3 separate regions of the Sus scrofa genome follow, and all the other regions are linked to region 3. Evidence: chromatin contacts called from public Hi-C data. All regions are on one chromosome and are shown on one strand. Each heading gives the region's core, a stretch centred on a gene start, on an enhancer-like site or on the middle of the called end of the contact. The rest is flanking DNA. Distances are from core to core; before and after follow the strand shown.

Region 1 (2,700 bases), core at 145-2,644, 130 kb before region 3:
ACGACCGCAGGTCCTTACTATACTACAAAAAATAAATATCTGTAAGTGTCTACGAATAAGCACAGAATATGTCTAACAAATCCAATAATCCACCAGAGGACTTCTGGAATCTTTTTTAACCATGCAATGGCAATGAACACGTGACACTAGTTTGTACTTCCAGCATCAAATCAGAACCAAGATCTACTCAGTAAATAAAAAGACAATCATTTAATCGTTCTAGAATTTATAAAACCACCAGGTGCAATTTTAAGAGTGACTATGAAAGGTGCTTCCGCACGACTTAAAATACTTCAGGGCTTGTCCTTGTCACTTGTTTACTGAGAACCCACAATACTGGATAGTAGATCCGAGGGGAGAACAGGAACACGATAAGGAAAAGAAAACGGACACCCCCAAAATATCTACAACCAACACGCTCCCTGCCTCAGAACACCCCAGAAGCCAGCTACTGAGAAGTCATATTCGGATTCATTTAACATCTTCCGAGCCAGGCCTACAAAGGTGCGGCTATGAACTGAGACGAGGAAATGTGGCTTAAACTAGGAAGACTCCACGGGCCACGTCCAGGAAACACGGATCTACAGAAGCGGCCAGAGCCCAGGAGAACCCTGGTGGGGCAGAAGTTCGTTCAAAATCACCTGTTCGGGCTCATTCGCAGCCCCAACACCGAGTGTACACTGGCTCCCAACCCAGGGGTCAGGGGGACTGAAACAAGAGTCAGGCCTGGGAGGTCTGGGGACGCCTCAAAGAATAGGGGGGAAGATATGGATGCGGAGAGGCTGAACTCAGCCAGATACGTGGCCCAAGGGGTTTGGGACACCCTCACCTCTTCCACACCGAGCCCTCCCTCTCAGGTCAGCGCCAGACTCTTCCGCCGCTGGACCAGCCTTTCTACACAATCTTTGCGACATAGAAAAGGGGCGGAAGGGGATAGTCTCGGAGAGAGGCGGGAGGAGGTGTCGCAGAGGGGGAGGAACCATGAGTCAAAAAGGAAGCCACATCGCATTATGGAAGTTGTAGTTCTCGCCGCCTCGATCATCCGACGCTGCCTGGACAGACTCCGGGCCTCATGACTACAACTCCCAGAACACCCAGCGCACCGTGCTTAGGAGGTTTCCTCTACAGGTTGCACGACCTTCCGCGGTTATTTTGCAGGGTCACTGAAGACTACAACTCCCATGAGGCTCAACAGGGCAGATTAAGGGTTCAGGGAAACAGTGAGACTTGTCTTTTGGGTCTCTGCGGGTGGGGAATGGTCGTGTTGAGGGTTGCATTTCGGGCCTTTTACGGGATAACCCGAAGGAGTTAGCAGGAGCCCTAGAGCAGTGGGAAGCTAAGGTCCGACGAGGGGGAACGGAAGTACCCGGTAGGACGGAGGAGGAGCCGGAAGTTGAGGCGGGGAGGGGCGGGGGGTGGAGGGAAAAGCAAGCTAGGAGGATCTGCGGCCGCTTCTAGTAGTTTCCAGGCGCTGCCGGGCGGCTGGGACCGGGCGGTCCTGAGGCTGTGGCTGTGGCTGCTTAGGCGCTGGTGGCGGCGCGATAGGCGAGCCGATGGCTAAGTGGGGTGAGGGCGACCCACGCTGGATCGTGGAGGAGCGGGCGGACGCCACCAACGTCAACAACTGGCATTGGTGAGGGCCAGCGGGCCAGGCCGCGGGAACGCTACGGCAGGGCCGGGGTTACAGGGTCCCCGGAACCTCTGCCGGGACAAAGCTGGGGCCGAGGCATCCCTACCTGCCCGGAGATGGGCGTGGGTGTTTCTTGTTGTGGGGGTCCGTAGTTCCAGGTTCCTCTACTCTCCGGTCTCCGTTTCAGTTTGGCGGAGGGGGGCGCAGGGGGTACGACGTGGAGGGCTGCGCCCCAGAGGAGGGGTTTCAGATATAAGAGAACATAACCCCTAGCAGCTGTATTCAGCCTGGGCAGAGAGGTGCTTCCCACACGTGGCCGGAGAAGTCACTGAGACCCAAACCGTCGCGGACTGTATTCGGAGATTGCAGGGTTAGGCTGCGGAGGGTTAGGATTTCTATTTTTCCACTGACGGGTGGAATTTAAAAGTAAGTCATAGCGAACCGCTGCCTCACTCCAGAAGGCTAAGGTTTGGAACGTGTTCAGCAGGTGCTTAGAGTTCAGTGATGCTCAAGGCGCCACGGCCTCTCACCCGGAACTGTTAAGTGATTGTATTGTAATTACAGGGACTGCCCCTTGTTGCCGGGCAATCGTGGTTTTATAACCTGACCACTTGAAAGCCTACCATTCTTCATGAAATCTTCTGGAAGTAATGTTTTCTTTTAAGTCCACTGAACTCTGTTCATACTGTCTTTATTTTTACTTTGTTGTAGTTCTTTTTACTGTTTTCTCTACTTAGTAAGTTGGGAGGTAGGTAGTTTTTCTTCTCTGTATCTCAGCCCGCCACTTCTCCTCTTAACATAATGTGCTTGACTTAATTTTTTTTTGTTTCTTTGAAAGTCCTTGGCTTAACATTGATTTTCTAGCTATTTAGAGGGCGCAGAATGTGTAGAGCATTTTGTGGCACGCTTGAATTTAACAGGTCAAATACTGCTTATGAGGTTAAAATTATTGGTTTATTTCTCACTGGACCTTTTAGCTCAATAGTGCATTCTCTAGACAGTAGTGTGCTCCTGACCTCAGCAAGCTGTGCACAGTTTTCCACTTGGTCAGACGGGGGCGCCATGTAAAA
Region 2 (2,711 bases), core at 69-2,568, 250 kb before region 3:
ACCAAAAATCAGAGGTCAGTCTAAACACCTATGTACAGATGCTAATGGATAAAAGATTGGCCTTAGACTACTTCCCAGCTATCTGAAATAAGACTTACTGGTCCTTCCCTCTCAACCCCCCCACCCATCCAACCCCTCCACACACAAACTTCTTGGCCAAACAAATGAACAATTTTCAGAGAGTATAAAACTTTTCCTCCTTCTTGATGGAAACTTTAAAGTTTACTTAATGAAATTTGACTTCCACAACTTAGTCCTACAAAATAAAACCTTTAAGGAAATATGTCTCTCCTCAAAGGATGGTCCTGGGACGCTTGGACACACGAGTTGTTTCGGTTGTCGAGAATAAGGCGCCCAGTTAGGCATGCTCCCCTCCACTGATGCCTGGAATTACTGTAGAAGAGGAACTCAGGCCTTAGGAAATTCTGTACTAAGATTCTCCTGGGAAAGTTCAAAGCCACAATTTGAGAGCCAGGTGAGACGTTGCAGCATAACCTACAAGACATGTGACTACTTCCTCAGATCCTAAAGAATCCCACTGCCATTCACCAGAGCAAAAATGACTCCTCTCATAGAGACTGCGCCTGGCCAGAAACCTGTTTCCCTTCCAGCGCGGCCCCGTCCCTGGGCTGCGAATCCCGCCCCCTCCATGCCCCGGACCAATGAGAAGGCGCGTCATTCCCTCCCAGTTGCCATGGTGCCGAGTCCCTCCCATTACTCACCAGATGTGCGGCGGCTGGTCCAGACGATGGAAGCGGGTGGCGAAGGACATTAGCGTCACCAGGGCCAGTAGAGCCCACTGGCCGACCGCCTCGAAGCGCCGCGAGCCCGGAACAGGCCGTTTGGGGCTCCGCGCTGTAGTCTCGGCAGCCGCATCCGCGCCCACGGCCCTTGGAGCCTGGGACCCACAGCGGCCCCTCCGGGGACGCAGCTCGGACCCTGCCAGGCCTCCGCCCACCGCCGGTGGCATCCTTACCCTTCTCAGGATGGCCCTCCGGCCTGCAAGCGCGCTGGGTCTTGCGAGCTGTCCGGCCAAGAAGTTACCAAGGGACTTCTCGGGGTTCCTTGGGAAATGTAGTTCCCTGCGCCGGCAGCAGGGCGCCAGGCCCCGGCCTCTAGGCTGGGCGGGGAGTGCGGTCGCCGCCCGGGCCGCTAGGAGGCGGCCAGTGGCGCAGAGCATGACTTCCGGGCGGGCCGGGCCCGGAAGAAAACAGGAGCAAAGAACTACAATTCCCAGCAGCCCCCGGGGCGGAGGCGGGGCGGAAAGGGCGGGGCCAGCCAGAAGAGCCCTAAAAGCTCGTTCTAATCCAACCCTTCACGTTACCGACACGAAAACCGAAGTTCTGACGTGTCGGGATCTCACTGGGCCTAAATCGTCGACGGGTCAGAGTCTTAGGCGTGAAGTTTCCTGGTCGGGAAGAAAGGTCGTCTGAATTAGGAGATGCAAGCGGGGAAGGTCTGTGCCACGCATCAGGGGAGAGGGGGCGCTACTTGCTGGGTGGGCGAGTTCAAAGGTGAGCCGCTCGGCCCCGCCCCCAGCTCCGACAGCGACTCCCAGCATGCTGTTGGCTGCGGTGGCCCCTTTCTGCGCCTGCGCGCTGTCCGCTGGGGCCTGTGGTCGAGGCAGGATTGGCCCCGCAGCGCTGCGTCCAGGTGTAGCGTCCCGGGCTTGGTTGGTGCCCTTGCGCTTCACCTTTCTCCCCCTACCCGATCTTCTAGAACTTCCGAACGTTGTCCCTCGTCTCCCTTTTTGGCGCAGCACTGCATGTCTCTTTCCCGACCAGGCCGCACGATAGGTCCAATCGGTTAACATATGGCCTTACAGGGTTGTTTGCATTTTGAAGGGGTTTGCATTGCTAGGGGCGAGGGGAGGCTGTGGCACTTTTCGTCATCACAATCACTTGGGGAACTTAACCGGTTTTAATTTGCGTCTCCTGGGCCCGCCCCAGAACCACTGTATCAATCTCTGGAGGAAGGAACCCAGAATCTGCATGTTTAATAAGCTCCCTGTTGAAACTTATTAAAGTTTGTGAAAGAGCCGCTATTTGAGCTCAAAGGAAGGTGGTGGCACATCAGGCGGAATATAGCACCACTTTCACAATGTGTAACCCTTTCACGTCCAAATGGGATTATAGGAGTCTTTCTTGAAAATCGTGTGTAAGAAATGGTTTAAAAATAAAATCTGAGAGTTCCCACCATAGTGGGGATATGCTGTAAGGCACCTTCGATCCCCAGCCCCATATAGTGGGTTAAGGATCTGCCTTGCTGCAGCTACAGCTCAGATTCAGTCCTTGGCCTGAGAACCTCCATATGCTGTGGATGTAGCCTTAAAAAGAAAAACAAAAGTGAGAAAAAAAATAAAAGGCTATTTTTCTTTTCTGTCTTTTTTTTTTTTTTTTTTTTTTTTTTTTAGGGCTGCACCCATAGCATGTAAATGTTCCCAGGCTAGGGGTTGAATCGGAGCTGTAGCCACTGGCCTACACCATAGTCACAGCAAGGCTGGATCAGAGCCGCATCTGAGAGTACACCACAGCTGACCGCAACACCGGATCCTTAACCCAGTGAGTGAGGCCAGGGATGGAACCCGCATCCTCATGGATGCTAGTCAGGTTCATTAACTGCTGAGCCACGGAACTCCTAAAAGGCTATTTTTCTAAGTAAATAACTATCTGCTAGAGTGATCAGAATCGATACTTGAATTGGAAAAAGTT
Region 3 (2,907 bases), core at 35-2,534:
GACTGAGGGAGGAGGCTGCCAGATACTTATGGTAATGCCAAATTCTAGTACAACAGTTACACTTCCTGCTATGGGGAACAGACTACTTTTGAAAAAAATGATTTCCTTAATATCTGAGAGAGCTCTTTATAAGTGTTAAAGTCAATTGCAAATTTCATACCCTCCTTTCCACCAACACTGATCTTGCATCTTTTTAACCACCTCGTCTTTAAAAACCATTTCAACAAAATAACTGTCAGTCCAGAGAAGTGGAAAGTTGGTAATGATTGCCTTGAAGTCAGAACTTTTCAAAATATTTCAGAACAGCTTGGATTTCGTTGGTGATTCAGCCTTGGTTAATTAACAGAAAGATTCATCACAAGTCGCCATCAGGCTAAACAATCCCCTTGCGTGACGGCGCTCTTGCTCAAAGGGTCAAAAAGGACCACCTGGTCCCCAGGATGGGCTCTCACCTCGGGCCAAGATCATAATGCTTTTGAGGCACTGGCCCGGGTTCAAGGGCAGATTGGTGGTTGAACGTCCTGCTTGTAGAAGAGGGTAGTTACGTGGTAGGAGAAGACAGGGTGTGTTTCCGCCCGGTACCACCTCCTAACTTTCTCTGCCTCCCAAGGACCCTAAACGAGGTTTTCCCTTGAGGGCTTCATGGCTCTAGGAGGAAGCAACTACCTGAAGGGCATAGAAGGGAGTCTTGGGAGAAAAAAATCTACAGCCCACGAGTGGATCCTCCCGGTGTCGGAGAAAGCACTCCCTGCTTCTCCTGGGGGACGGCCCCACTTCTGGCGGGATTGGGTAGAGGAAGCAGAGCCCAAACCTCCCTAGGGCGGAGAGGAAGACCTCAGGCGCTGAGAGATAGGAGAGCCCCTGCGCCGCCCTTGAGCCTTCCGGCCCGGGGCAGGCCCGGTCAGTGCCAGGACACGGCCGCTAGCACACCTGAGCAGCGCCCGCTCCCGCTGAGGGTCACCGCGACCTCGCCCGGCCGGGGCACCTCTCCGCACGGGGCAGCTCGCGGTGTCCCCACCCACCGCCCCCGGCCCGGCCGCCTGGTCCCACGTACCTGGCCGGCAGCGGCTGCGGCGGCAGCGGCGCTGCTCCTCACGTACCCGTTCCGCACCTCCCCGTTCGCCACGCAGCCGTTCGCCCGCACCGGGCGACGGCAGCAGCCTTCGGGACCCGACCGCATCATCCCAGCAGCACCAAGCGCGAGGCAGGATCTGTACGCGGCGGGCAAAGCAGCGGCGGCTCCAAGTCCCGCTCCGCACCCCTCCCACCACCCCGAAACCGGAAATGGCTGCACGCCGCAGCCAATTCCCTGCCGGGCCGTCACGGGGGGGCGGGGCCCGTTCCCTCCCAGGCTGCGACTCGCCCTAGACCGAGCCCGGGAGCGGGAGACTGGGCGGGGAGCGCGGGAGGGTGGTGAGCCTGAGGACTGCTGGCCAATCGAGGAGGCGGAGGCGGACCCCGGATTCCTGTCTGGCCAATCACCGGCGAGAATAAAGCGGCTGGCAGGTGTCGAGGGTGTGTTCCATAGGGGCCCTTCAACCTGACATCCCCGCTGAGCCCGAGTGTTTAGAGCAGGTTCCCTCTTCTTCAGGGCAGGTCAGTGCCAGGACACGGCCCTCTCTGCCCTTGCCTCCGGGGAAGTTCTCGGGTTTGAATCCCAGCCTGAGACAGGGCTTTTTTATTTAATTTGCGAATTCTGTGTTTTTATAGAATGCACTTTTTGATATTCCCTCACCATTCTTCAGTAACCGCTGTACATTAATACATTTTTTAAGTAATAACTCAAATGTCTCTTTGCCCTTCGCATCTGTCCCTATCAGGGTTTCTGTACAATTTCCTTAAAAGAACACTTCCTTGAAAGTCAAGAAACTGGCCTTATTCCAGCTCTGCCAGTAACCGGAAGCTAAACCTTGAGTATTTAACCACTTTGGGAGCCAAATCCTTTAAAATGGAGTTAATACTTCCTGCTTCATAGACATTGCAAGAATTATATTAATAAGGCATTGTGCATCTGTCACATATGTGGCCCATACCAGAAGCATAATATATATATTATATTATATTATATATATATTATTCTATATATAACTATATTTAGTTATATTTATATATTTATATATTTATATTTAGTTATTAAAAAATAAGGAAATGGATCTACATTATAGCAAGCAAACTTTTGGTTACCCATAAAGAATTTAGTGTCACATTTAAGAATATGGAATAAGAGTCAGTCTGGATTTGAATCCTGGCTTGTGCCACTTACTAGCTAAGTGACCTCTATTTGTCTTCATCTGTTCAATGGAGATAATGGTAATTGTCCTGAGGATTTAATGAGTTAATACATGCTGTGTATTTTGTACGGGACCTAGCAATTAGTAAACATTTCTAAGTGTTAATTATTATTAATTGCTCAATGGACCCTTTCGCCTGCATTCCTCCCCCACCCCCTAGGAGCTTTAGAAAGGGGGTTGACAAGTTATCAGTTTTTATGATTCAGTTGCTGAACAACCTAACAGCAGGTAGGCAGAGCAGACATCCTCTTTGAATCGACAAACACCATGATCTCAAAGAATGCAATTTTGAGATAGACCTAGGATGCTAAAAAGAAGCATATGGTTTGCCTCTCACATACAATAAGAGAAGATGAACATATATAAACAACAATAAAAGGCTGACCCAAGCGGGATTGACTAGGTAGCAAGAGTTCTGATGAGGAAGGCTGGCACTGACAAATTGATTTAATTGGGGCTTAGATGGTGGGCTGAATGAACTTGGAGACATCTTGGGAGGAAGGTGTAGAATGAGCTTGACCTTGAAGGATGAGCATGATTTGGAGAGCTGGAAAGTAGAAGGAAGGGGCAGGTGTCCCTGAGAGAGGGACCCTTCAGAAGCTCAGGTACAGAGGCT

Evidence for each region. Hi-C and Micro-C count contacts between places; a contact is called where the count stands out from the background.
Region 1: a contact with region 3 is called in a Hi-C map of skeletal muscle, with 2.7 times the contacts expected there. The contact joins the promoter of AHSA1 here to the promoter of SPTLC2 in region 3. A contact is called at or near these places in 5 of 47 Hi-C or Micro-C datasets (embryonic fibroblasts, heart right ventricle, liver and 1 more) and 1 of 2 datasets of contacts at active chromatin or transcription factors (alveolar macrophages).
Region 2: a contact with region 3 is called in a Hi-C map of mesenteric adipose tissue, with 1.7 times the contacts expected there. The contact joins the promoter of GSTZ1 here to the promoter of SPTLC2 in region 3. A contact is called at or near these places in 2 of 47 Hi-C or Micro-C datasets (heart right ventricle and mesenteric adipose tissue).

Annotation. Positions count from the first base shown.
Region 1 is chr7:100,509,202-100,511,901 of Sscrofa11.1, forward strand. It overlaps AHSA1 (activator of 90 kDa heat shock protein ATPase homolog 1), which reads left to right and starts at 1,395. Exons shown (of 9, transcript XM_001928890.6): 1 at 1,395-1,633. The coding sequence starts at 1,554. VIPAS39 (spermatogenesis-defective protein 39 homolog) reads right to left here and starts at 963. Exons shown (of 20, transcript XM_003356755.4): 1 at 830-963.
Region 2 is chr7:100,390,954-100,393,664 of Sscrofa11.1, forward strand. It overlaps GSTZ1 (glutathione S-transferase zeta 1), which reads left to right and starts at 1,319. Exons shown (of 9, transcript NM_001243638.1): 1 at 1,319-1,456. The coding sequence starts at 1,442. It overlaps POMT2 (protein O-mannosyl-transferase 2), which reads right to left and starts at 1,211. Exons shown (of 21, transcript XM_001926162.6): 1 at 723-1,211. The coding sequence starts at 1,180.
Region 3 is chr7:100,637,689-100,640,595 of Sscrofa11.1, forward strand. It overlaps SPTLC2 (serine palmitoyltransferase 2), which reads right to left and starts at 1,285. Exons shown (of 12, transcript XM_021099554.1): 1 at 1,055-1,285. The coding sequence starts at 1,183.